Regions from separate parts of the Mus musculus genome. Here all the other regions are linked to region 3. Evidence: chromatin contacts called from public HiChIP or PLAC-seq and promoter capture Hi-C data. All regions are on one chromosome and are shown on one strand. The core of a region is the stretch at or near the end of the contact, and the rest is flanking DNA. Distances in the headings are between cores, read along the strand shown. Region 1 overlaps Napepld (N-acyl phosphatidylethanolamine phospholipase D). Region 2 overlaps Dnajc2 (DnaJ heat shock protein family (Hsp40) member C2). Region 3 holds the start of Rsbn1l (round spermatid basic protein 1-like). Region 4 holds the start of Fbxl13 (F-box and leucine-rich repeat protein 13). Region 5 holds the start of Lrrc17 (leucine rich repeat containing 17). Region 6 holds the start of Napepld (N-acyl phosphatidylethanolamine phospholipase D).

Region 1 (4,519 bases), core at 469-2,968, 730 kb before region 3:
TGGAGAAGAATCACAGCGGCGTTCCAGGTTCCAAAGAGGTGGGCAGCACGTGGCTGGTGTGGAATGGCTGTGTGCTTTGTGTACATATACATGACTTAGTTTGTCTGGGAGGTATGGGCCTCTACTTAGTGATTTGTGGTGTTTCTGTGTGATGAGACATAGTTGTAAGTTTTGAAGAAACAAATGGGTCCTATGACCACACCCTGCGGGTCCTGGGCAGTAGCACAGAATGTGTAAACAATCTTTCCAGTCTGTAGCCAGAGGCTGGGGTAAAGTGTTTTAGAAACAGAGGGGTGGAGTGGTCAGATCTGACTGGTAGGGTTGGAGTATGTGTGGTGGTCCTAGAAAACTGTTTTGCAGAGGTTTTCCAGATGAAGATGAGAAAATGCATGATGCATTTTAGAAAGTAGAAGTTTGGATGGATCTTGCAAAGTAAGCCATGACCTAGAGTGTGCCTTTAATACTTGTACTTGGCCGATGCTGCTATAAAAAAAATCTTTTGATGTCCTTTGCAGAGCTGTGAAGGCTGACTGTCTGTTAGCCTTTAAGGACAGTAGCTTTGCTATGGTGTCATTTGTCCCCTTTTAGCATAAGGTAGGCTTTGGCAGGGGTGCATGAGAGGGTGACCGTTCCCATTACAGGGGCATCTTCTTTCCTTCAAATCTTCCTTAGTTTCCCCCTGTACTTCCTGACATCTTTCTTTAACTCTGATCCTGCCTACCCTTTGGGGAGTTAGGGGCACTCCTGAAGGCTTTGATCTACAGTGGGAAGAGGTAAGGGGACTGTGCCAGCGGAGGTGGATTCTGGCATTAGATCTGTTTGATAAATGTTGCTTGTCTTTTTTTAAAGGATATAGGATTGGAAATCTTATATGGTGCCAGGAATAGTGGTGCACACCATTAATCCCAGCATTTAGGAGGCAGAGGCAGGTGGATCTATGAATTCAAGGCCAGCCTGATCTACATAGTAAGTACCAGGACAGCCAGGGCTATACAGAAAGGCTCAAGAAAAGGGGACTAGAAGCGGGGAGAGATGGGAAAAAAAGAAATCTTCTATCACTTCCATGCTAGAAATATTCATAGTCATCTTTATATGGTATATCTATATCTCTCTCTATATATAGATATGCATGTATACAAACACATATATGCATATATTTGCTGTGCTGCAGATTAAACCTGGGGCCCGATAAATTGCTTTTGTTGATTGAGACGGGGTTTTGATCTGTAGCCCAGGCTGGCTTCAAACTTGTAAAATTATCAAGTGCCATGAGGAGTGTACCACCATGCCTGGCCTCGATATTTTTTTAAGATCCTTCTGAATTAGGCTAGAGATTAATAGATAAACATTTATATTCAGAGCTTTTTAGGATGAGGCAAAGGGACAAGGAAACTGTCATGTTTGTTTTTGTTTTTGAGACTCAGCTTCCTATGTAATTTACCGGAGCGTACTGGAGCGTACTGGTGCTTACTGGAACTTACTGGTACTTACTGGAACTTACTGATAGCCCACACTAGCCTTGATCTTGTGATCTGCCAGCCTCAGCCCCTGACTGCTGGGTTTACAGGTGTGTACCCTCTCACCTGGCCTCCCCCCTCGCCATCCCCCTTGATGAACTCCATCTGAGAAGAAACATTCAACCTGGGAGGAGAGGGCTTAGGGTGTAAGGTCAGGATGGTGAGTTGTGTGGTTTTTGTTGGTGTGAATCTCTTCCTTGTTCTGAACCACAGCTTCTAAAAATAGAGGTTGTCAGTGAGAGGTTCAGTGCTGGCTGTTTCATTTGGAAGAGTCAGTGGCTGCATGAACGTACAGTTGTAGTTCTTCAGGTTTGAGAGATTCTAGAAATTGGATTGACTCTGAGGACCTACCAGGCCAGTGGGTCTTAAGGAAATATTTGTCCCTCCTGGAAACCCAAGAAAAGCCATAGAGGAGCACTGCCCCTGGCTGCACTGGTGTGGATCTTAGGGCCGCAAGTCTCTCCGTTCACTCGGTTAGTTAGCTGGTATTTACTGAGCATGTGTTGTGTGCCGGGCACACTCTGTTATGTGCTAAAACATGAATAGACTAAGTCAGCCAGCTGTGTGTGTATTAAAACACCAGAGGAGTGGTGAGTCAGCAGAGATGTGAGAGGGAGGGCTATGTATGGCTGCATTCTTCAGTGTATTAAAAAGATACCAAAGGGACTCATATCTTTGAATATGCCACTTAAGAATGAATTCGGTATAATCTGAAAGAAAACACCTTTGCACTACTCCAGTGTGTGCCTCACCGATGGCATCTTGTCTGTCCTCTTCCTTGTCTTCTGTGAAAGCCTAGAGTTAGATGAGATGCATGCTGGCTTCCCTTACTTCTGGGAAAACTGTAACTTTGTGTTTAAACACATTAAAAAAAACCATGCTGAGAGGAAGAGCATTTCCCCAGGGCAGTGACAGATCCCAAATCCCCAGACAGAAACAATAGCAGGACAAGTAGGTGAGGGCCCGAGACCTGAGGTCAGCTCAGATTTAATCAGATTTCTGGAGGTCATTTTATGAGTAGATCATGGCCTTAAGTCACTACTCGGAAAAGAAATTAATATTTACATAGGATAATTATATATTATGTTATTTATAGCATGTTACAGTATATTGCATTTGTTTACCTACATATCTGAAAGTGCTGTAAAGGAAACGTATGATTAATGTGCACACTAATTGATAATTCTAAAGAAAGTGGGTCAGAAACAGGATACACAGTTTAGTTGTCAGGCGAGAAAGAGTTTCTTCCCTGGGCCATTCCGGGTGTCTGTCTGTCTGTCTGTTTGTCTCTTCTGGAACATTAGGGCAGTGTGTCGGTCAGCTCACAGGCCACACATTGTTCAGAGACTGTTGTTGCTTTGTGTTGTTGTTGGCTCCGTGACATTGTCTGATTGTTATTATGATTCATAGTCACCTACAGAGGGGAAATGAAAAATAACCCTGGGCAGGCAGCATGTTAGGGGGAGGGAAACAGATGACTTGTGAGTTTCATGACTTGGAGGATGCTGTCAAATTGGCAAACAGGCTGCCCCAGCGTGGCTGGGTAAAAAAGAGTGGGGCTCTGGGAGATGGGAACCAATTTTATGCTCCTCCCTGACTGTGTGGCCTTCTTTCTCTCCCAGTCCTGGGAGACATTCCTCTGTGGTTTAAATCTTACTTGACCTGCACAGCTCATGTGTTAAAGGTTTATTCTTCGGCCTCATGCTATTGAGAATCGGTAGAAGCACTCAGAGGTAGGGGCGGTAGGAAGTCTCCTGGCCATTGGTGGCATGCCCTTGAAGGAAAAAGTGGGACTCTCATTCCTTTCTCCTTTCTTTCATTTTTGGGCAGGAATGTAAGGGACTTGCTGTAGATCCCCCACCATGCTGTGCTGCCCCTCATGGGCACAGAGCAACAGAGCCACTTGATGGTGGCTTGGAATCTCCAACACTGAGCAAACCCAGACATCTTGCTGGTACCTACTTTCTAAAATTTCACCTGGACATCTTGCTTTTGTACTCATCCCTGTAGTCAGTCCCTAGCAGGTGTTTTCAGTCTGAAAATACACTTTCTATACTTTCTTCAGCTGCAGGCAATTCCTTTATCTACTCATTGGAAAATTCCATCCTTTGTTTTGTTCCAAAATGTCTAGGTAGTCTTTGTGTACATTGGACACAGGAAAAAAAATTCCAGTACAGCCAAAGACTACAGATCCCAAGAGTTGCTTATAATAGGGTTTGTCCTGGATGTTTAAAATGGCAAATTGTCTAAAAAATTGTTTGTTTGAACCATAAAAGGTTCTCCGTGAAAGTCTTCCCCTCCGAGGGTGGATTCCGATGAGCAGAGCAGTACTTTTTTTGTTTGTTTGTTTGTTTGGTTTTTCGAGACAGGGTTTCTCTGTATAACCTTGGCTGTCCTGGAACTCACTCTGTAGACCAGGCTGGCCTCGAACTCAGAAATCCACCTGTCTCTCCTCCGAGTGCTGGGATTAAAGACGTGCGTGCGCCACCACACCCGGCCAATATTTTCTTTCACCAACAAATCACCACTCACTGGGTGATTTGTATTCCCTGCAAAACAACCCACAGTTTACTGCTACTCCCTGGGATCAAAGCAGTCTTTACGTCAAAACAGGCGTGTGGGTGGTTTTCCTTGGGAAGCTCGAGGGAGCAGATAATGGGAACTAGAAGCGCCCTCTCTGTGGAGCACCACCTGACCTGGCCTTTTTCCCTTTCCTCAAGGAAACCAAAACATTAGGATTCTTTTCCCTTTTGCAGTTTCCATGAAGGAAAGTTAACCAAGACAATATTGGTCTAGACAAGCAACTTTGTTTGCTTCGAGAAATCAAGAATCCCTTCCCTCCCTCCCTCCCTCCCTCCCTCCCTCCCTCCCTCCTGTTCTACATTCGCTTTCAAACTCTGTTGTGATGAAATGTTTATAAATCCTTCTTTCCTTTTCTGGTGTGTGTGTGTGTGTGTGTGTGAGTGTGTGTGTGTGTGTGTGCCATTGGGCATCTTCCTTAA
Region 2 (4,223 bases), core at 303-2,802, 820 kb before region 3:
ATTTATTATGGGGGACACAGATTAGTCCTAGCCTGGGTGTGGAGACCAGAGGACAACTTTATGGACTGGGTTCCCTTCTAACCTTGTTCCCAGGGGTCAAATTCATACCCTCAGGCTTAAAGGCAATCACTGGCACCATCTTGTCACTCTCCAGCTTTTAAAAAGTGTCTGTTCTCTGGTAATTCATATACGCGTGGGATGTGTTTTGATCATGTTCACCGTCTCGCCTCCTCCCACTCCTCTGGAAACCTTCCTGCCACACATGCTCCTGTCTTTCTGCCCTTCCTTCTTTCACCAGCATGTGCTTGCTTACGTGTAGTTATTTGCTGGATTGTGAGCACCTTACTCATGGCTACACTACTGAGAAAAATTACTCCCCTCCCCCCAGCAACTTTTACCTGCCAGTAGCGTCTCAGTTAGAATGAGTGGCCCTCACACTCTCCTCCTCCACCCATGAGGGCTCTGGACAGGCTTAATCTTGCCACAGCTCTGTGCATTCACGACTGCAGGGGCCCCAGCGTGTTCAGAAGACATTTCACAGCACCCCTGCACATCCTGCAGCTGCCATAGTCTGTCTTCTTCCATTCTGTGATGTTCCTGAACCCTTGGGTGTCAGGGAGTGAGGGCCATACTCTAATGCTCCAGTCAGCTACCCTCAGCACATCGACAAGTTAGGAGTCTGCATTAACCACCTCCTGACTTAGAGAGAGCTGCACAGCCTACGGATATAAATACAATACTTGGACGGCAACTTGACAACATTTTCGTTTAGCAAAACAGTAATAGTTGATTCCCCACTATGGCCTATAACCTTTCTATCCATGAGGTTTTGACCAAGTTTAGATTATCAGTCATGAACTCCATGCTCCAGAGTAGACCTCAAATCCAAATCATAAAGTGGGTGGTTACCCCACAACTGAATCATGGCCACTGTCATCCCAGTAAGCACATTTTGGTAATAGGGGTTTGTTTGTTTGTTGGTTGGTTGGTTGGATGTATGTTTATGAGAACCTTCATGTATGGATATACACAACATGCATGCCTGGTGCCTCAAAAGCCCAGCACAGAACTAGAACTAGAACTTGGAACTAGAGTTGCATGCAGTTCTAAGCTGCCAGTGTGAGCGTTGGGCACCTAAGTTGGGTCCTCTGGAAGAACAGCAATGCTTCAGTTTCTGAGCCTTCTCTCTGAGCCCCAGTATATAAGCCTAGGTGGGGCCAAGTAGGTTAGTATACACCTAAGAAATTGTCAAGGAAAATAGTGTCAAAATAGTTCGGCTCCATAAGGTCTTCTCTTGGTTGCCAAAGCTAGTTTTAGTTTCTTTATTAATGTGTAGGGAAATTCTTTTTACATAAATATCAAGAAAAGCAATGAAAATTAATACTAAATGAAACCACCCTTTAAATAACAGGAATGAGGGATAGCGGCTTCATTGTTAGGACACTTGCACTGAATTTATAAAGTGTTGTTTTCCAGTCATCTGTAGTGCTTGCTTGGTATTGACTTTTTCTGTCTTACAGCCGTGATGAGAGGAAGTGGATTGAAAAGCAGAACAGAGCCACGAGGGCACAAAGGAAAAAGGAAGAGATGAACAGAATAAGAACATTAGTTGGTAAGTAGAGTTAATGGGGTTTTCACAAAAATTTTTTACGTTCTTTGAATGTTAGACATTGACAAGATTACCATATTTTTTGGGTAGATAATGCTTACAGTTGTGACCCAAGGATAAAAAAATTTAAGGAAGAAGAAAAGGCCAAGAAAGAAGCAGAAAAGAAAGCAAAAGCAGAGGCCAGGCGGAAGGAGCAGGAAGCCAAAGAAAAGGTAAGGCTACATGGAGGGCTGCAAAAGGCTTCAGTCCTGAAGGTGGAGTAATTAGAAACGGAATTGAGTACCACTCTGAGCGATGGCTTTTAAGGTTTGATATGGTTGTTACTTGTTTGTTTTGAGATGGGCTCTCACTATGTAGCCCTGGCCTGGAACTCACTAGGCTGGCCTTGATCCCACTGAAATCTGCCTGCCTCTGCTACCACACCAAACCTATTTCTGACATTTTGAAACAGGGTCTCACTTTGAATTCCAGGCATGAGCCACTTATGCCTGGCTTGTGAGTGAATCTTAACAAATTGACTAGGTGTCTTACAACAGTTCCTTACTAAACAAACAAAATACATCATTCAAAAATCCTTCAACTTTCTTTTATTTCTTAAGTTGTTTTGCTTTATCTGAGGCAGGGTCTCAACTATATAGCCTTGGCTGCTCTGGAACTCACTGTATAGACCAGGCTGGCCTTGGAAGATCTGCCTGCCTCTGCCTCTCTGCACCTCTCTGTGCCTCTGTATCTCTGCGCCTCTGCCTCTGCCTCTGCAGTGTTTGGACTAAAGTTGTGCCCACTACACCCAGACTTACTTATTTTTAGTCAGATTTATTTTTATTTTAACTTGTGTTTCTGCGTGAATGTCTGTGCTATATGCTACATGTGTACCCATGCCTGATGAAGGAGGAGAGGACATTAGATGCCCTGAAGATGGAATTAAGGCTTGGGTACTGGGAACCAATCTTGGGTTCTCGAGTGTGCTCTTAACTGCTGAGCCATCTCTCTGGCCCTTGCTTTATTTTTTAACTGCCTGTTTTATATTTCCTTCCTTCCTTCCTTCCTTTCTTTCTTCCTTTCCTTTCCTTTCCCTTCCTTTCCTTTCCTTTCCTTTCCTTTCCTTTCCTTTCCCTTTCCTTTCCCTTTCCTTTCCCTTTCCTTTCCCTTTCCTTTCCCTTTCCTTTCCCTTTCCTTTCCCTTTCCTTTTCTTTCTTTTCTTTCTTTCTTTTCTTTCTTCTTTCTTTTTCCAAGACAGGGTTTCTCTGTATAGCCCTGGCTGTCCTGGAACTCACTTTGTAGACCAGGCTGGCCTCGAACTCAGAAATCCACCTGCCTCTGCCTCCCAAGTGCTGGGATTAAAGGCATGTGCCACTACCGCCTGGCTTTTATATTTTATAATAAGTAAAATTTTATAATTTGTAGAATTTTGTCGGCTCTCCTTACCTTTATTTACCACTGTCTTAGTCAGGGTTTCTATTCCTGTACAAACATCATGACCAAGAAGCAAATTGGGGAGGAAAGGGTTTATTCAGCTTACATTTCCACATTGCTGTTCATCACTGAAAGAAGTCAGGACTGGAACTCAAGCAGGTCAGGAAGCAGAGGCCATGGAGGGATGTTACTCACTGGCTTGCTTCCCCTGGCTTGCTCAGCTGCTTTCTTATAGAACCAAGACTACCAGCCCAGAGATGGTCCCACCCACAAGGAGCCTTTCCCCCTTGATCACTAATTGAGAAAATGCCTTACAGTTGGATCTCATGGAGGCATTTCCTCAACTGAAGCTCCTTTCTCTGTGGTAACTCCAGCCTGTGTCAAATTGACACAAAGCTAGCCAGTACAATCACTAAGTTGATATCATCTTGATCTAATTCATCAAAAGACTGGACATTTAAATAAGATCATAATGCATTTACAAGCACTAGCTTCTTTATTAAATAATGATTTTGCTCATCTTTTTAAAGCAAAGACAAGCTGAATTAGAAGCTGTTCGGTTGGCTAAGGAGAAAGAAGAGGAAGAAGTTAGACAGCAAGCATTGTTGGCCAAGAAGGAAAAAGATATCCAGAAGAAAGCCATTAAAAAGGAAAGGCAGAAACTTCGGAACTCGTGCAAGGTATGCCAGACTGCTGGGGTAGCTGCTCGCATGAGCGCTCGCCTTGAAGCGTGAAAGTGCTTCACCACGCATAAACACATGCATGTGTTATCTTGAAATGCATATTTGGAGGTTTGCTCTGTTTTTATTTGATTTTTCTTTTCTTTTGAGGCCGAGTGTCTTTTTTATTACATTCTTTCTCTATGTGTGTATGTGGACACACACAAGCAATAGTCTATGTGTGGGGATCAGCTGACAACTTGTGGGAGTCAGTTCTCTCCTTACAGTGCTGGGAATTGAACTTAGTCAGGCTCACGGCAAGTGTTTAACTACTGAGCTTTTCCAGCAGCCTAACTGAGCATCTCATGTAGCCTAGCCTGGCCTTGAAGTGTGCAGCCATGGGGCCCTACGGAGGTAACTGCAAAACCTTGGTGCTCACTTACCTCCTTTGTGCCTGTAGCTGAGACAGTCAATGAGACAGTTTGCAAACAGTACTTGGCACACTCAGCAAGTGTTTGCTCCAATTCCTTGGGGGTGGTGGT
Region 3 (4,116 bases), core at 1,412-3,911:
ATGTGATATACACATGCATATGGAGGCAAACAGCAGTACACACACAATAATAAGGAAACTACTTTACAATGTACTTTGCTTCAGTTTCTGAGATAGGTATGCATGTAGCCCATATTGGCCTGAGTTTACTATGCCGTTAGTTGGGGATCTGATCCTTTTGTGGCTCCCTCTAAAATGCCGAGAGCACAGGGCTGTATCACCATGTCTGACGGTAAATTATTTTAAGTGTTTCCTTACTTTTTGTTTGTTTGTTTTGTTTTGTTTTGAGACAGAGGTTTTTTTTTTTTTTTTTTTTGTAGCCTTGACTGTCCTGGAACTCACTCTGTAGACTAGGTTAGCCCGGAATTCAGAGATTTGCCTGCAGATCTGCCTCCAGTGTGCTGAGAAATTATTTTAACTTTAACAGTTACAATGTGATTCTGCAAATCTTGAAAATGGCAAATCAAGAATAGAGGAACCTTGTAGTCAAATTTACCAAATAAGACAACAGAGAGCTTCCCAGGCAAAGCGGCCTGAGTAGAATCTCAAGGCTGGTGAGTGGGTGACTGCCAGTCCTATCGTTTCCCCCATTGTATGCCACTCCCCAGGAAGACAGGCCAGTTCACTGCAGCACCTGCTTTCTGCTAGGATATTTATTTATTTATTTTGGTTTTTGGAGACAGGGTTTCTCTGTTTAGCCCTGGCTGTCCTGGATCTCACTCTGTAGATCAGGCTGGCCTCGAACTCAGAAATCTGCCTGCCTCTGCCTCCCAAGTGCTGGGATTAAGGGCGTGAGCCACCACTGTCTGGCTGGATATTTAATTTTTGCCATGCAGACATAACATAGATGTGTTTTTATTTAATAGATCATTAATTCTGCTCCCGGACATTGTTCCCCTCTGCACAAGCAAATGCTTTCTAAAAGAGAAAAAAATAGAAAAATGCATTTTAAAAAGATCATTAGAGCCTTGCAGCAGTGGCACACACCCTTAATCCCAGCACTTAGGAGGCAGAGACAGGCGGATTTCTGAGTTTGAGGCCAGCCTGGTCTAGAGTGAGTTCCAGGACAGCCAGGGCTATACAGAGAAACCCTGTCTCAAAAACCGAAAAAATTAAAAAAAAATCATTAGACTAACTGACACTGTTATGAATGTCCCAATTAGATAATCTAGAGAGGAAACCCCTTTTCCTTTTGTTTTCTTACTTAGCGTTCAGTTTCATTCCAACACTTTCCATGTTGTACCCTTATTTGCTCAGTCACACCACCACTCCCTCATCCCCTGCCCTGGATGTAGACATACTCATTCCCAGGTGAGGGAGATGAAGTGACTTTCTTTCTTATGCTCATCACCTTTCTTTTTCCCATTTCCCTTCTATTTTTATGTTGTGTGTGTGTTTTTAAAACTAGATTACACACATTAGAGAAAATATGCAAAATTTGTCTCTCTGGGTCTAGCTTCAGGGAATACTCTATATATTAACAATTTACTTCTAAAAACTAAAAACAATGAGGACAGATGCAGTGGTACACACCTTTCTTTAATTCCAGCACTGGGGGAAAGGGAGTTGGGCAAATGCAGGAAGATTTGAGTTCGAGGCCAGGCTGGTTTACAGGACAGCCAGGACAATATTGGAAGACTATGACTCAAAAAACAAACGAACCAACCAACCAACCAAAAAAAGAAAAATGTATTTACAAACAGCGTTAGATTTTGATGTGTTCCCCTCACCGAGTCCTAAAGAAGTGGGTTTGGAGTAAAAGAGGAGTAACAACAGACCATTGCAGTTTCCTGAAAGGCAACTGTTAGCTGCGGAAAGTAACTGCTAATGTCCCTCTTAGGGGATCAGAAAACTCCTTTTTCTTGCTGAGCTAATATGATCATGTGTTATCTTTACATTCTAATCTCACAAAAGATCTAAGACTTTAAGGCATGCTCTTGTCTAAAGCTTGAACTGTGTTGTAACCCATTCCCCCAAATTCCTTATCTTTTGAGATAAAAATCAAGGTACATGCTTGGCGAAGTTTCATAGCGCTGACTCTGAAATACAGAACTCTAACTGCATTTTCAAACATTTACAAACACCGCTAGTGGCTTTTTCCTGGTGTCGTTTAAAGAATAATTAAAGTGAAAACCTTTAGCACTCAAGCTCAATTTAAAGCCTCCAAACGGTGGGTGATTTTTATCTTCACGATCGGAAGTGATCCAAGTTCCAGCTCTGCAGAAAACTCTCTTTTAAAGTACGAACTTTTACGACCTTAGTTAAAATAAGGCAACTTTTCACCATTTCTGCCTTTGCTGATCGGACTCTCGACAAATTTTCTCCGAGACGAGCAACCCAGAACTCGTTTTTCAGAACCTGCAGAAGGGACCCAAGCCACCTCAAGGTAAAAAGAGAGAGCGGTACAAACAAGGCAAAGTCTTTGAGCGAACGGCAGCGCTACCTCGGTCCGGGCAGATTCGGGGCTCCCGAGCGACGGTCGGGAGATCCTCCCTTCTCAGCGAGCTCTCCATCAGCCGCGCCGAAAAGACCTCTGACCTCCAAATGAAGGTCCGCTCGGTGACCCCACCCCGACGGCTTCTGTCCGCGTCTTTGATTGGTTTGTTCCGGGATCTCTCAGTTTAGCGCGCCCAATGGGAGCTCGGCCTGGACCTAGGCACCCCGCCCCGCGCCCCCGCTCCGGGGAGCGGCGGAGAGTAAATACAACAGGAGCGCAAAATGGCGGAACCGCCGAACCCAGCTCGCGGCGCCGTGGCTCTCCTCTCTGAGAAGGAAGCATCTGGCAAAGTACAGCCTTCCTCGCGGGAGCCGCCGGGCTCTATGTCTGCCAAGAAGGTTCGCACCGAGGAGAAGAAGGCGCCGCGGAGAGTGAACGGGGAGGGGGGCAGCGGCGGGAACGGCGGGCAGCTGCAGCCCCAGAGCTTCGGCAGCCCGGCGGCGTGGAGCTTCGCGGCTCGGCCCGCCGCCTCCTCCTCGTCCACCTCTCGGAGCTGTTACTCTTTCTCCGCCAGCCCGAGCGTCTCCTCAGCCTCCGCTTCCTCGTCTCAGCCGCTGCCGCGCAAACTGCTGGTCACTCCCTCGCTGCTGCACGCTCAGCCTCACCGCGTCCTGCTCCCGCCCGTCGCTCCGCCGGCCGCCGCCAAGCCGCGCAGACCCAAGGAGAAGCGCGAGAAGGAGAAGCGGAGGCAGCACGGCCTCGGCGCCGCCGCCCGGGATGAGAACGGCGAGGCGAAGCCGCTGCCGCGAGGTGGGTGCCGCGCGGGGGAGGGGAGCGCCGGCGGCCGGCGGGGCTGCAGCCTTCCGCGGGGCCAGAAGTAAATGGAGCCTGGAGTTTCGGTCGCCGACCGGGGGGATGGCTGAAACTCCTGGTTTTCGGTGTCGGTTTCGCCTTCCAGTTAACGCGCAGCAGGACGCGCGTGAAGGAGTGGGTCTAGAGGACCCCGCTCCCCGGTGTGTTTTTGGCTGGGGAGGCAGAAGAGAACAGGTCTTTTAAAGATTACGAAAGGGATCGGACTGGATCGCAGGAAATTCATGTTTGCGACGCAGCTTCCAACGCCAGAATATCCTGTCCAAAAAAAAAAAAAAAAAAAAGTGGGTGGTCGGGTGTATTGGCGGAAGCTGGAAGCTCCCAGGGACCACGGGGACCAGGATGTTTCATCCCTACTAGGGAGATGAGGTCGTGCGCAGGGCACCAAGTGTGCGGTTTCTGAGGTGCCCACATTCCATATTGTTAAAGTGTTTTGCGTGGTCCTGTTTTAAATACTACCCTTCAGAAGCTTTCAGCCATATTCTTTTTTTTTTTTTTTCTTCTTTCTTTCTCGTTCAGCAAATGATAAAATCGGATGTTTTGACGTCTTTTGGCCAGATCAAGTGGCTTCAGAGTGTTTCTGCCGGGGGTGGGGTGGGGTGGGGGGGGGGAATTCCCAACTGTTTTTCAGTTTTCTTTTGTAATGTAAGCTAGCAGAGTTTTCCGTATTTTCTTTAAAATGAGGGGTCATTCTAGTCATCTGTGGATATGTAGAGATCTGACTAATACAAAGTGGATATGGGTTGGAAAGTAGATCTTTAGGTGATCACGAGGTTATATAAATATACGTTGTCATTGTCACACATTGTTGTGAAGTATTCCGTTCTGTT
Region 4 (4,301 bases), core at 913-3,412, 690 kb before region 3:
GGGTCTTACATCAAGTTGAGTTATTTGATACTGTTTCCATCTTTTTCAATGGCCTCAGAGAGTCTTTGTTTGGGGAATACACTTGTTTTTGGAGGCAGGTTAGCCTAGACTGGCACTATTTCGTGATCATCCTACCTCAGTGGACTCGGGCTGGGATTAGAGCTAGGCAACACCTTCCTCTCCTGGACCAACAAACTTCACAGGAGGAATTACACACTTCTCAACAGTTTAAGGAGAAGAAGAAATAGATTTCTCTCAAATGCAAGGGTAGAACGTTGGGAAGGGGCTGTGGGCAATCGATTTTTAAAGCTGTCTGACCCTGGTTTTCTTTTCAGTACCAAAGTGTAGTGGTGGATGCTGTCAGACCCAGCAACCCCGGAGATGGAGACAGGAGAATCAGAAGTTCAAATTTTCTGCTATGCAGTGAGTTCCAGGCCAGGGACACATCAGATCTTCTGCCTTAAAAAAGCAAAACAAAAGACCACCACCACCACCAACAACAACAACAACAAAAACCCACCAAAGTATTCTTGTATAGAAATATTTGACAGAGAGAAAAAACAAACAAAACCACAAAAAACCCACACACAAACAAGCACCCTACAAATCAGGCTTTGTAAGGGCAAATGCTCATTTTCAAAAACTGCTTTCCTCTGTGACCAAAGGGGAAGGTTCTGTGCACTCCCCTTTCTTACAGCATTTCCTGGAGGAAATGGAAGGCTGGAATATAAATCCATGGTTGTTCCTGGTCCCTTCTAGTAAGTGCAAATTTTGAAAAGTAAATGCTAGTTGTACAACCCAAAGATGTGTTTTCTACCTGCCTTTAAAGGTGCCTTATTTTTGTTCTAGGGAAGGGCAATTAGCTCCCACCAACCTCAGTTTAAAAACAAATATATTTCTCTACCTTTGAGGCAAGCAGGTATTGGTTGGCAGGTTTTATTTCAAATAGTTTTTCCAACAGTTTTCACGACTTAAGCCATCCTTTTAGAAGGGTGTGTCTCCTGTTGGTTGTGGTTCTTATTCCCAACACACACACCCCGGTTGCAGGGACGCTACGGATGACTTAAAGGTACTTCCCAGGACAGGTGCCACAAAGTGCTGGCAGAATTGCATCTCAGGGATCCATTCTTCACATAGCACGAGCAAAGTTTCAACCCAGGCTTGAGGCCCCTGAGAACCTTCTCACAGTAAGGGGCATCTCTTTGATAACAACACAAAAGCTCAGGTAAAACTTTAAAATGAGAGGCAATCTACTTGGCTCGGAGAAACCTCAGCTCTTGGCTGTGAAGCCGAAGGGAAGTAACAGGACACTTCGGGCAATGTTTTCAGCTCTTATTTTAAACAAAGAAGTGGGAGCAGGGAAGCGGCTCAGGACCCACCCAAGGCAACCTGGGCTTCCAGAGTCGTCTGTCTACCTCCAGCCTTTCTCCCCATGCAGTCGCGGGTGTCTAGGGCACCTCCAACCCAGCCTGGCCTGAGGTGGGTCCGGAGCCCCGAACCAGTCCACCTGCCGGGCAGCCCATCGCCTCACCTGCGGATCGCGAAGGGCGCAGTCGGCGACCGCCTCGCCGCGGTCCCCGAGTCAGCCGGTAGATACAGTAGCAGGCGCCGGCGCCCAGGACCAGCCCTGCTGCCACCCAGCCCACGTCCCGCGCGCCACCCATGCTGCTGCCTCGGAGCTGCAGGGAGCCGAGGAGCCAGGGCCACACGCAGGTGCAGCTGGGCCAGAACCAGCCCAGAGAAAGGAAATGGGGTTGGAGCTCCGCCTTCCGGAAGCCGCCCTGCTAAAATCGGAAGCCCTCCCACCCTGTGTGCTGCGGTTCCTTTCACCAGGCAGGCGGGATGCCCCTAGTGCAAGCAGCTTTTTCCTGGACCAAGACCGGGACTGCGGCGCGTTGAACACAGACCCTAGCTCCGCCCCAACACTCACTCTCCCGTCCAGCCCTCTCATTTTACCCGGCCCCGGCCTGTACTGTCCTGCCCCGCCCCTCCCCGCTCTGCCCCGCCTCTCTGCACTCGCCCCGCCCCTCTCTGCCCCGCCCCTCTGCAATCGCCCCGCCCCGCCCCAGTTGCCCCGCCCCCTCCCTGCTAGGTTCTTTCTTCATCTCGCGAAAGGCTTGGACTATTTGGCACCTCCTTTGTGGTTGCTAGGCAACGCTCCGGCGCGTCTCTCCTCCTCAACGTGAACAGCAGTAACCTATGAAACGCATTCTGAGTCCTGCTTCTGACCATGGCTTCACTACGCAGTGCCACCCCCAGGCTAAGGAGCTACTTCAGGGACAAGTACATTCCTCAAATCTGTGAGGTACTGCAGCCACATAGCCTCTCACACAGTGGGCGCGGGGAAAAACTGGGAGAGGCAAGGAGATTCCCGGAACTGGAGCTAAGAAGGAGCAGGATGGGGAAGCTTGAAGTCAATTTAGGGTAACTAGAGAGAGAAGGGTAGGTTAGAGAAGACCGAAGGGTGCCGGTGGCTAAAACCAAGCCCAGGTGGGGATGACAAAGGAAGGGGACGGGGGAAAGTGACAATCTGCAGGGGGCGCAAAGAGCACAGGGCCTGGGTTGGAATCTCCAAGTGTCAACTACTAAATTCTATTATGGAAGAGCGTCTTGAGCAAGAAGTGAGTGGTGAGCCACTTGAAGACAAAAGACTTGAGGGGTTCTGGGTGTAGGCTTCGCCCCGCCTCGTTGTTAGCAGGAGGGAAGAAGAGTCACCTGCCTCTACACACAGCTTCACAACACACCTTTTTAGAGATCGCCACCAAGCAAAACCTGAGGTCTTGGTTTCAACAAAGAAATGAATTTCGGGGCCAACTTGTATGAAGCAAAGCTGGCTTCATTAAACGCAGGAACAAAGGTGCTCCAGTAGAGAGAGTAGAACACACCTGGTCAGACAATTGCGGGCTTCTGAAGGGAGAGTCGACCTTAAGTGTTGTCTTCACAATGCTGACATCAGTATTTTTTCTTGTGACTTTCAAGGTTACATTTCTAAATGTTGCCAAGAAACTACTACCCCTTTTCTTTTTCTTTCTTAATTTCTTTATTCACTTACTTCCCGATTGCAGCCCACCCCTCTCCTCCCCTCCCAGTCCCTTACAAGCCCCTCCCCCACTACCCCCTTCCCCCTATCAGAGGAGAAGGGAAAACCCTCCTTGGGTACCACCCCAGAGTCCCAGAAGGATAAACATTCCCCTTTTATTAACATCACCCAAAGAGTATAGTCTGTAACAAAGTTAGATTAAAAACCGAAGTTTCTTTTTCTCTCAGTAACTAACATATAGTGCATTTATGAACAGCTTCATTTAGTTCTGGGAGTGGGGAGGCCAGGAATTCAAGATAATGTGTCATTTTGACCTTATGTAAGCAGAGCCTAATTACTGGCCTCGACATCCTTGGTTGAAGTGTCTGGAGATACAGCACCCAGCCTCAAGTGAGCACAGTTGAAGTCCATTAGGTTCTTACCCGCAGACTTAAAGTCCTTTCTGAGCAGTGAAAGTAGATCAGTTCTGAAGGAGCAGGGTTTCCTCCTCTACCTCCGCCTCCAGTCCCCTCCAGTCCCCTCCAGTCCCCTCATTCTGCCCTGCCTCGGGAGGACAGTATGGTATTGAAAACCAGGTTTTGTACTCCTGGGGGCAGGGAGCTGAGAAATCACTGGTGACTCCCATTTATCTGTATGTTATGTTACGCGGTGTATGTTATGTGGTGATACAGCGGGAGTTCTGAAATGGGGCGAATGAGGGAGTTCTAAGGGAGAGAGAAGAGTGCCATTCAACCTCCAGGGCAATTGGGCACAACACTTCCTTTTAGGATGGCTTTTCCCCGTGATTTTATCCAGATGATCCCTTCAGTCACCTCTGCTCACACATTAACAGCAGGGGCAAGACAGGTTTTGGGCACACTCATTCACTTTCCCTCAGACCATTAAGGTGACTTCTATTCTGCCAGGTCTCTCTGTACTTTGTACTTGTTGCAGTTATCTATGCATGTTTGACCTCTTCTGAACATTGCCTGTGTGTTCTAAGTAAACCTAGTTGTCCATCCACAACACTGTTTCCCTACAAACCTGTGTACACTCTGATAAAGGAAAAACCCAAACCAAAGCCTACCCATGCCAGTGGTTTGTAATGGTTTGTAAACTCTTACTTGCCAGGGAGACTGAGGCTGAAGCTTGCTTGAGCCCAGGCATAGGGATGGTAAGACTCAAAAATAAAAAACACAACCAAAAAATAAGCAAAATAAAACCTCAACACCAAACCAAACCAAACCAAAACCACAACACTTGCCTGATCTACTAAGCTTAT
Region 5 (4,233 bases), core at 118-2,617, 590 kb before region 3:
CTAAATCTAACCTATGGGCAAGGGTTGCATATCTTATTTCACATTTATGTTAAGATAAACTTGCTTTGCAAGCATCAGGAGAGGTGGAGGGGCATTCTCTGCCTCCTTCTAGAGTACTCGATGGCCGCTAAGCTGTTGCAGACTCCAGACTAAGAGCGTATTGGTAGTTATTGCACAAGGAGGCAGCAAGAATCCTTACATTTTTAAAGAATGCCATGCTGAGGAGGGCTTAGAAGCTTGTCCACAGAGTGTCCTGAAAATGCCAGCCCTTACGTGGTGGAACAGACACATCCTAAACCAACCCATGCCCGCCCGGTCCCCTTTCTTCTGGAAGCTCTCATTTTGGTCATTGTGGTAATGGCATCTTTCCTGTTCCAACTCCAGTGAGATTGACAGCCTCCTGTGTAATTTTTATTTGTCTCAAGTGTTGCCCACTTAGCTACTCGATGTTCTTAGCCTATGTTTAACTCCTGAGTACATATCAGTCTGAACCGTTATTTTTAATTATCCTAAGGACATCATTACTCACAAAGCCATGCACGTTGAAATCTCTGGCTTTTAAATCATTTTTTTAATCAGACCCATTTTTTATTTGTCTCAAGTGTTGCCCACTTAGCTTGCTGCGTAAGGTTTTGTCTTCTTTCTGCCCTGATTCCTCACCATGATGGAACAGCTACTTTCCATAAAATGCTTATGAAATGTTTATCTTTCTCAACAGTTCATGTAGTAGTTTGGCAAAGGTAAGAGCTAAAAACTAGAGAGTAAACTCTAACTTGGGTTTCAGCAACAGACTTTCAAATAATATGCATGCAAGACTCCACCCACCCTCCAGCCAAGAAAAGTGTTACCCCATCAAGTTTCATGGAATCCTCCCAGATAGCCTTTCTTTCCCTTTGACATGCAGCCATGCATTATCTTCTCTATCACTGACACCCCCTTCACGTAACAGCAAGAGAGACTGCAGCTGTAAAACTGCCGAACATCTGCAAGCAGAGTGCACGATGAATACAGCTTTCGGTCTCTTTGTCATAGTGGCTCAAGAAAGACTTGAGAAAAGCTAAGTATTTGACTCTCCTTCCTCCCCTCTCTGCCCCATCGCCCCAGGTACTTCCACAACTTACAGAACCTCAGTCTGGCTTACTGCCGAAAGTTCACCGACAAAGGCTTACAGTACCTGAACTTGGGGAACGGATGCCACAAGCTCATCTATCTGGACCTTTCCGGCTGCACCCAGGTTTGCCTCCCAGTCTCAGTCTTCTCTGTCCTGCAGCAGGCGAGGACGTCCTCCCGAGAGCCAGCTGCATCCAGCCCTCATGTTGCACTAATGCTGTGCGTGGAGCACAGAACACTCTGCTGAGGTTTTAAATTACATGGCCACAGCTGCTTCAATTTTCTCCAGGATTGCTACTATAGGCGCCTGGCTTCTGTCCACAGGCGCGTCACATCAACAAACAGGCAGAGCTCATTGGATGATGAAACGGACCACTTCTGAGAACAGTTTGAGGGCAGAGTCCAAATCTCCAAAACTTTATAGAGCCACTAAGATACAAACAAATGGGGTGGGATACACAGGATTCCTGACAAGGCAGTTAGGTCCCCCGTGGGCTTTTCTCTGGGTAAAATGCTACAAGCAATAAATGTGAGAAATAGAAGTCCCACATAAAGGACCGTAAATGTTTAAAACTGCATTACATACATATCCTAAATATTACAAAGATGTGAGATTCGGGTGGGAAACTGTTTGAAGATGAAGGGACAGGGATTGGGGAAGTTGGGCAGGCAGTCATGTGAAATATATGGCATTCAGATGCACTCGCTACTTCTTCCACAGTTCCTTCTGCTATCTATAGTTTCCATAGACTTAAGCTATCCTTCCTGTGACCAATTTTCTCCCATTTCTTCGTGTCTCAATATTGATGTCTTCAGTAGTATACTATGTTCTTCATAATGCCACACAGGTGAGAGCTGGTTAAAATAAATGTCTAACCACAACCAGCTAGCTGTAGTTGCCAATGATTGAGCTGTTTTTGTGTTAGGTGAGACATCACTCTTTATACAGTGGATTCCTTGTGAGGGTTTTGTGCCCATTTACCAAAGTTCCAAGTGGTAGAATAAACCGGCCAGTTTTGCCTAGAAGCCTATGGTGTAGGTCACATGATAAGCACCTGGAGGCGGACACCACGGGGCAAGGAATTCTTATGCAGCTGCACTGTTCCCTGAACATGACTTCCTAGTGTTCTAGGTATGAGAGGTGAGAAGAGAAGACTTGTCTAAGGTTGAAATAAATGTACAGAATGGATACTTCCGTGAACTAGCGTGCAGACGTGCATTAGTACCAACCAGGACTTAAGTTGGAAGTACCCTTGTTTTCCTCATTGTGGCTGGATTTCTGATAGCTTTTTGACCTTGGCCATCTGATGTCTCTAAAGTACTTATTAAGAAAACCTGGGACTGTAGGAATTGTACATTCTTTCTCTGCTTTCCGTTGAGAGCAGCTGCTTTAAAAAGCTTTGTTATGGTTTTACAGCCTAGGAATGTCTTTCTCCCAGATCTGGGAGCTGTCCCTTTGACACAATCTCATCAAAGAGGATAGTGTCTCATCTGTGGGAGGGTAGAACACTACCTCAGATGAGACCCTAGGAAACACAGACCCCCCCTACCACAGAGAAAAGTGTTTCTAAGTACAGAGAGAAATTTGTGTGCTCAAAAAATTCCTCCAGCCAAACTTGCTAACTGTAAGTGTTTTAGCACTTTCCCTGCATCTCACCTTAAACAGTCTCCCACAGTAGGCCTTATGTTGTGTACATGCATATTGTGGCCACAACACACATAAACTTGTCTATGCACACACACAAACACATTCATGCCGCCCCACGTACACACATGAACAAACATGTACAAGCACACTCATTCCCATATATACTCATACATACACATGCACACATCTACACACATCTACACACACACACACACACACACACACACACACACACTCTCTCTCTTTCTCTCTCTCTCTCTCTCTAGGCAGTTATTAGCAGATACAGTAGAGTCCAAGTAAGATTCTGTGCTCTACTGCCAAACATACCTGATCTGTCATTGAAAACTGAGCTAATGTTTAAAATTGTAGGGTTTTCACACACACACACACACACACACACACACACACACACACACACACACACACACATACCTAGATTTAAAAAATAAGCGCAACCAAAGGCTAGAGATATTCATATTGTAGGGGGTGCACTCCACTATGGTAGCAGTGAACTGGAGCTGAGTCAGCCGTTTCCCTTTGAGCCGGGGCATGCTTGCATCTTCATTTGCAACCTGGCCTCTGTTTGATAATGTTCTTATGTATGTGTGATTATACAGACAGTGATCTCATCTAATGCATTGCCTGTGTGGCCTCAGTTGCTATTTAAATTTGGTCTGAATGTGTAAGAATAAGACTCTTGGGTTGGGAAGAAAGCTCACTCAGAAAGCCTTGCAAGTGTGACCTGACTTCAATCCTCAGAACCAAGATTAAAAACCAAACCAAATGCAGAGGTGCTAAAACGCTTCACTTGTAATCCCCTACCAGTGGGAGTCAGGGAGAGAGGATCCCTGGGACTTGCTGGGCAGCCAGCCTAGCTAACCTAGTCACAAGTAACCAACCTACAAGATGAGCGCCAGACCAGTAAGGCTCAAAAAACCAAAGCAGACAGCTGATGAAGAATGATACTCAAGACTGATCTCTGGACTCCACGATCACACACATGTGCACATGCACACACACACACACACACACACACACACACTTGAACATGTCCACAGGTGCATACACAAACACAAATGTACACATTCATAGATGCACACATATGCACACACATGTGCACAGCATGAACACAAATGCACACACATATGCATGCTTAACATGTACATGCACACATGTTCACATTATGAGCACATGTATGCATGCATACATGATGTACACACTCATACACATACACACAAGAATGAAACTCTAACTTTTCTTGTTTTGTAAACTTCAAATCACAAGTATTTGTTTCTTTTATTTGTCCTTTATCTACTTCTATTTGGTTGGGAATCCAAAAAAAGATTTAATTCTTGATGTCAGGGACTAGGAACTGGGCAATTGAACCCAAGCCCCATTCTGCCTTCGGGGAGTGAGAAGGGAACACTCACCAAGTACAGACTTCCAGGGGGAGTAGCAATGTAGCTTTGTAAAGA
Region 6 (4,326 bases), core at 407-2,906, 750 kb before region 3:
ATCTAAAACACTAGCTCCCTGAGGACTCCTCTCTCCACCATGCTAAGAGGCACTCCATTTTCATTTTCTGACTCATAGACTCATATCTTGTGCTGAGGTAACTACTCTGTGAACATGGCGGCATGTCAAACTAAACCTTTTACTTTTGTATGAAAATGCTATTGTGGTTGTGAAACCCAGAATATTTCTTCTTAGAAGAGTCAAATGATTTAAGCATTATTGTATCAGAAATTTATCCAAACAGCATGACAATGCAGACCCATTTTTTGTGTATATAAAATGTGTTCACAGTGACTGATGGAATAAGGGCAAGAAATGACATGTTTAAAGTTCCCTAGCAAGGATGCTAGGAATCGAAGCAGTAATAGCAGTCTGTCCTTTGGGGTTGAATTTGAAGTGTGTCTTCCCTTCTTTTTTAAAATTTGCTAATGCATGTCGAGAATTATTCAGCCCCACCCAGGCGCAAAAGAGCTATCAGGAATAAACTTTAAACTTTTGCTAGTTTTACACTTAAAACTAGCAAAAGGAAAACAATCAGTTACAACTGCAAACTACCCTGAGGAAATCAAGTATACATCGATAGTGTCCTGCAGTATTAGATAGCTATAGTCACTTTCTAAATGCATTATAGTTTGGTTTGCATATTCCTAGCGTATCTGTACTAATGCCTGGTCTTTCTTTTCTTTTTGCTAACACAATCTCAGACACAATCTATTTAGTTCTGGTCTATGAATATATCTCACAAAGACCTTCAAGAGTATTTAAACTGTCAGCCTATCTATTTACCATTGAATTCTGTATGACTTTGCAAGTTATCTCTTGAAATAATTTCAACCAGTTAAGAATTTCAGAATTGTAATTTTATGTTTTGATCTTATCCTGAGATTTCAAAAAGCCAGACATTTAGAACATTATATGCCGAAGGCTGACATAATTTAAAATGTAACTGAGTACACAAGGTAGTGGAGCCATTTATACTCAGTACTCACTATATATAATCAGTGTCTGTAACCGAGCTCTTTAGTCAAGACTGTCAGTGCTGTTGTACATAGTGGGCCACGACAGGCACATTGGGCAACCAGATTCTTCTGGGTTTAGCAACTGTCAAGGAATGAGCTCACGTGACCTGGAAGGCTGGGAGCCAAACTGGTCAGAGAGCTTTGCGGTATCAGTTCTGCTCGCTGCGCGGACTTTACCAAGATGGCCTCGAGGCCTCTGCGCCTCTGTCCTCCGGGGCAGCCATCTTGGTAAAGGCCAGGCAGGGGGTGGCTCCCGGTATGACCCGGCTGCAGCCTGGGACCGCATGGTCAGAGACGACCGCCACCAAAGATGGGGAGGCGGCGCGTGCTGAGGCGCTGCGTGCAGCTGTTGGTGTCCTCAGCGGAGCTGGGGTGGCCGGGCCGAGGGAGGAGAGACGCGGGAGGAGGGCGTAGAGCGGCTGGGCCCGCAGAGCCGAGGCCCTCAGGCGAGGAGACGCGACGCAGCGCGCGCCTGCCTGCGCTCCGCGCAAGGTGAGCCCGCCCCTTCGCTCCACCCTCGCAAGATGGCTCCGCCCCTCGAGCTTCCGCTCCGTCCAGCAGCCTCGCTTCATCCCGCCCTCTAACCAACTCCGCCCCCCGCCTTCCAGCGCCGCCCACCGGCATGGCCCCGCCCACATACAGCGCGCCGCCTTCCCGGGAACCTGAGCGCCTGCGGGTGAGCCTCCCTGCTGTTAGCCTGGATCTTCGCGGGAGGCGGTTCGGCGACCGCGGTTCCTTTTCGTTGGTTTGCTCCTTAGTCTCGATATCTGCGTGGAACAGCCTTTCTGGGGCTGTTCGGATACCTCGGTGAAGTGCAGCGGGTTTCGAGTAGGTTTCTAGCACCCAAGCCCTGCCTCCTCCTGGAGATGCACTTGTGAGTGGCAGGCTTCTTTTGAATTACCGCACCTCTGGAGTTGCGGAGCTTGCATCTCTGGATCCGCTTACGTGAAGAGCCACCGCGTTTTTAGGCGCCCAGAGGGAAGTAGCTGTATTTGGGATTTAAGATCTACCCTTCCTGCTGCAGACTCCCTGGTTACAGCTCCACGATAGGAATACAAGTGGGTGTATCTTCATTTGGTTGTATGTAAATGAATGGGGTCCACAACTTGCTCAGAGCAACTTATTTCAGCTTCGGTGTAGTATTTATGTCCTAAAAAAATCCATCCCCAAAGCATTATTGCCGTTTTTCTTAAAGTAAGAGTAACTTATTTAACCACAGAATGAATAAAAGTACGAGGCGGGATTAGAGAAGGATGGCAATAGACCTTTTTCTTTCTTTTCTTTTTCCTTTTCTTTCTTTTGTACTGTGTTTGCTCATTAGATCGGCTATTCTTGATGGCGGTTCATATGGACTCCTCTTCCCAAGGAGCGCGGTATGAACCCGGTTGTTGTGAATATGCGTTCAAGGTCTCCAGTGGAACCTGGATAATGTGTACTAACAGTCAGACCCAGAAAACATTAAGGGATTGAGAAAAGTCAACAACATAAAAAAAAAAAAGTCTGGGATTCTTGCTTTGCCCTTACTGTAGGCTGTTTATACGTTGTTATGCTGTGACTTGCATGGGTGGTTTTGGCTTAGCATGAAGTCAGAAAGCCACTTTTGCAACACACTTCTCTTAAATTAAGAAATAATTTTCATCTTTATTAACAGATGGACGTATAACAGTTCTGTTTTGTCACATTGGGTAGAAGTTAGTGGTAACAACATGATTTAGAAAGAAGTTACATAATCTTTAAAAGGGTGATTACTTGTATCTTACAACAGTCTAATTAAAAAAAATAGTTTGATTTTTGTTGTAAGGAAATGTTAGCTCTGTTAAAGATTTAGGGCAAAAATGTGCATTTAAAATCAGAATCTAAGAGGAATCGAGGGTTTGAAATGGGTGTAAGTCAATTGGAAATACAGTCATAATTTTCAAAGATTTTATTTTGTTAATATTTTTACAGGCTTCATCCCTTCACGAATTATATAGCAAGTGTCCAAGAGACAAACATCTCTAGTGTATTTATCATGTTTCCTTTTCCACCCACAATTCCAAACTCGATCAGACAGATTCTGATTCCAAAACTGATGATTTTTTATTTTTTATTTTTATTAGATATTTATTTACATTTCAAATGTTATCCCCTTTCCAGGTTTCCCCTCCAAAAACCCCCTATCTCCTCCCTCCTCCCCGTGCTCCCCAACCCACCCACTCCCGCTTCCTGGCCCTGACATTCCCCTACACTGGAGCATAGAACCTTCACAGGACCAAGAGTCTCTCTTCCCATTGATGACCAACTAGGCCATCCTCTGCTGCATATGTGGCTGGAGTCATGGGTCCCTCCATTTGATCTCTTTGGTTGGTGGTTTAGTCCCTGGGAGGTCTAGGGGTACTGGCTGGTTCATTTTGTTGCCTCCTATGCAAAACTGTTTTCTAATGTTTGTTCAGTGGGACTGTTTAAAGACATTTTAACGTAAGGGTTCTGTCATAAGGTCAGGGATGTTTTATTGGAAAAGGTTTTGGTTATACTTTAGTTCTTTGAGTCACTCCTACCTATTTGTTTGAAAGAAGTCTTATATTCTTTTAGGTATTTAGAAAGCCAAAGGGATTTTTGTGGAAATTTAGTTTATATTTTCACTTTAGTTTGTTTTCTGTGTGCACGAGTGCGTATGTGTATTTGTGTGTGCATGTATGCGTGTGTTTCTCTTAGTGGTGCATAGCTGTAGCTAGAGTGGGGTCTCCCATTCCTTTTCATTCTATATGAGTAAGAATGTGGCTGCATGGAGCGCCCTGTCTATGTAGGTACTATAGATTAAAATAAATACAAGTAAAAGTGGTTTAATTGAAGTACTATTAGGCATGTATAACATTGGCATGAAAATCAGTTCCAGTGATTTCCACTGCAAGGTTGAAGCAATCGTCTTTTTTTTTTTAAAGATTTATTATTTATTTATTTTATGTATATGCATACATTGTATGCTGTACAGATGGCTGTGAGCCATCATGTGGTTGTTGGGAATTGAACTCAGGACCTCCGCCTACTTCAGCCCAAAGATTTTATTTATTATTGTATGTAAGTACACTGTAGCTGTCTTCAGACACACCAGAAGAAGGCGTCAGATCTCATTACGGATGGTTGTGAGCCACAATGTGGTTGCTGGGATTTGAACTCAGGACCTTCGGAAGAGCAGTCAGTGCTCTTACCCGCCGAGCTATCTCACCAGCCCGCAATCGTCGTTCTAACGACTACATTCCTGAAGAATTCTACATGTCTATAACTTACTGCTTTACTTGACCCATCTTTTGAACCTAGTAACCATTTA

The links. Promoter capture Hi-C pulls out the DNA fragments that hold promoters and counts their contacts. HiChIP or PLAC-seq counts read pairs in DNA pulled down with a chosen protein or histone mark.
Region 1: a promoter capture Hi-C map of hippocampal neurons shows a contact between it and region 3, with 2.1 times the contacts expected there. The contact joins the enhancer-like site here to the promoter of Rsbn1l in region 3. A contact is called at or near these places in 7 of 39 promoter capture datasets (the 3T3-L1 cell line, hematopoietic stem and progenitor cells, hippocampal neurons and 3 more), 7 of 115 datasets of contacts at active chromatin or transcription factors (astrocytes, bone marrow-derived macrophages, large pre-B cells and 3 more) and 1 of 9 other capture datasets (liver).
Region 2: an H3K4me3 HiChIP or PLAC-seq map of bone marrow-derived macrophages shows a contact between it and region 3, with 9 times the contacts expected there. The contact joins the enhancer-like site here to the promoter of Rsbn1l in region 3. A contact is called at or near these places in 3 of 39 promoter capture datasets (the C10 cell line and liver) and 3 of 115 datasets of contacts at active chromatin or transcription factors (bone marrow-derived macrophages and large pre-B cells).
Region 4: a contact with region 3 is called in a promoter capture Hi-C map of pre-B cells, with 8 times the contacts expected there. The contact joins the promoter of Fbxl13 here to the promoter of Rsbn1l in region 3. A contact is called at or near these places in 19 of 39 promoter capture datasets (the 3T3-L1 cell line, 3T3-L1-derived adipocytes, the C10 cell line and 12 more), 1 of 15 datasets of contacts at CTCF or cohesin (large pre-B cells), 7 of 484 Hi-C or Micro-C datasets (CD4 T cells, the HPC-7 cell line, cranial neural crest and 2 more), 19 of 115 datasets of contacts at active chromatin or transcription factors (the NIH/3T3 cell line, the SCID.adh cell line, T-cell acute lymphoblastic leukemia and 15 more) and 3 of 9 other capture datasets (adipose tissue, embryonic stem cells and liver).
Region 5: a promoter capture Hi-C map of cranial neural crest shows a contact between it and region 3. The contact joins the promoter of Lrrc17 here to the promoter of Rsbn1l in region 3. A contact is called at or near these places in 2 of 39 promoter capture datasets (the 3T3-L1 cell line and cranial neural crest).
Region 6: a contact with region 3 is called in a FOXA1 HiChIP or PLAC-seq map of pancreatic cancer cells. The contact joins the promoter of Napepld here to the promoter of Rsbn1l in region 3. A contact is called at or near these places in 11 of 39 promoter capture datasets (the 3T3-L1 cell line, the C10 cell line, embryonic stem cells and 5 more), 5 of 484 Hi-C or Micro-C datasets (CD4 T cells, embryonic stem cells, muscle stem cells and 1 more), 10 of 115 datasets of contacts at active chromatin or transcription factors (the SCID.adh cell line, astrocytes, bone marrow-derived macrophages and 7 more) and 3 of 9 other capture datasets (adipose tissue, liver and macrophages).

What each region holds. Positions count from the first base shown.
Region 1 is chr5:21,678,675-21,683,193 of GRCm38.p6, reverse strand. It overlaps Napepld (N-acyl phosphatidylethanolamine phospholipase D), which reads left to right. Exons shown (of 5, transcript NM_178728.6): 2 at 1-38. Among named protein-coding and RNA genes, the nearest start is that of Gm51277, 7.0 kb to the right of the region's middle. Within about 2 kb of position 1,718, at least 46 of the 459 cell types and tissues checked have an H3K27ac peak or open chromatin away from gene starts, as enhancers often do. A contact at or near this core is called in bone marrow-derived macrophages, hippocampal neurons and memory CD8 T cells, where this site is marked.
Region 2 is chr5:21,766,035-21,770,257 of GRCm38.p6, reverse strand. It overlaps Dnajc2 (DnaJ heat shock protein family (Hsp40) member C2), which reads left to right. Exons shown (of 17, transcript NM_009584.4): 8 at 1,521-1,612; 9 at 1,700-1,821; 10 at 3,553-3,702. Among named protein-coding and RNA genes, the nearest start is that of Dnajc2, 17 kb to the left of the region's middle. Within about 2 kb of position 1,552, at least 8 of the 459 cell types and tissues checked have an H3K27ac peak or open chromatin away from gene starts, as enhancers often do. A contact at or near this core is called in bone marrow-derived macrophages, where this site is marked.
Region 3 is chr5:20,950,367-20,954,482 of GRCm38.p6, reverse strand. It overlaps Rsbn1l (round spermatid basic protein 1-like), which reads left to right and starts at 2,661. Exons shown (of 8, transcript NM_001080977.1): 1 at 2,661-3,226. The coding sequence starts at 2,698. A630072M18Rik (RIKEN cDNA A630072M18 gene) reads right to left here and starts at 3,494. Exons shown (of 1, transcript NR_030699.1): 1 at 1-3,494.
Region 4 is chr5:21,643,466-21,647,766 of GRCm38.p6, reverse strand. Fbxl13 (F-box and leucine-rich repeat protein 13) reads left to right here and starts at 2,162. Exons shown (of 21, transcript NM_001199632.1): 1 at 2,162-2,305. The coding sequence starts at 2,231. Armc10 (armadillo repeat containing 10) reads right to left here and starts at 1,761. Exons shown (of 6, transcript NM_026034.5): 1 at 1,532-1,761. The coding sequence starts at 1,664.
Region 5 is chr5:21,540,661-21,544,893 of GRCm38.p6, reverse strand. Lrrc17 (leucine rich repeat containing 17) reads right to left here and starts at 1,367. Exons shown (of 4, transcript NM_028977.1): 1 at 1,175-1,367. Fbxl13 (F-box and leucine-rich repeat protein 13) reads left to right here. Exons shown (of 21, transcript NM_001199632.1): 12 at 1,105-1,234.
Region 6 is chr5:21,698,726-21,703,051 of GRCm38.p6, reverse strand. It overlaps Napepld (N-acyl phosphatidylethanolamine phospholipase D), which reads left to right and starts at 1,656. Exons shown (of 5, transcript NM_178728.6): 1 at 1,656-1,847.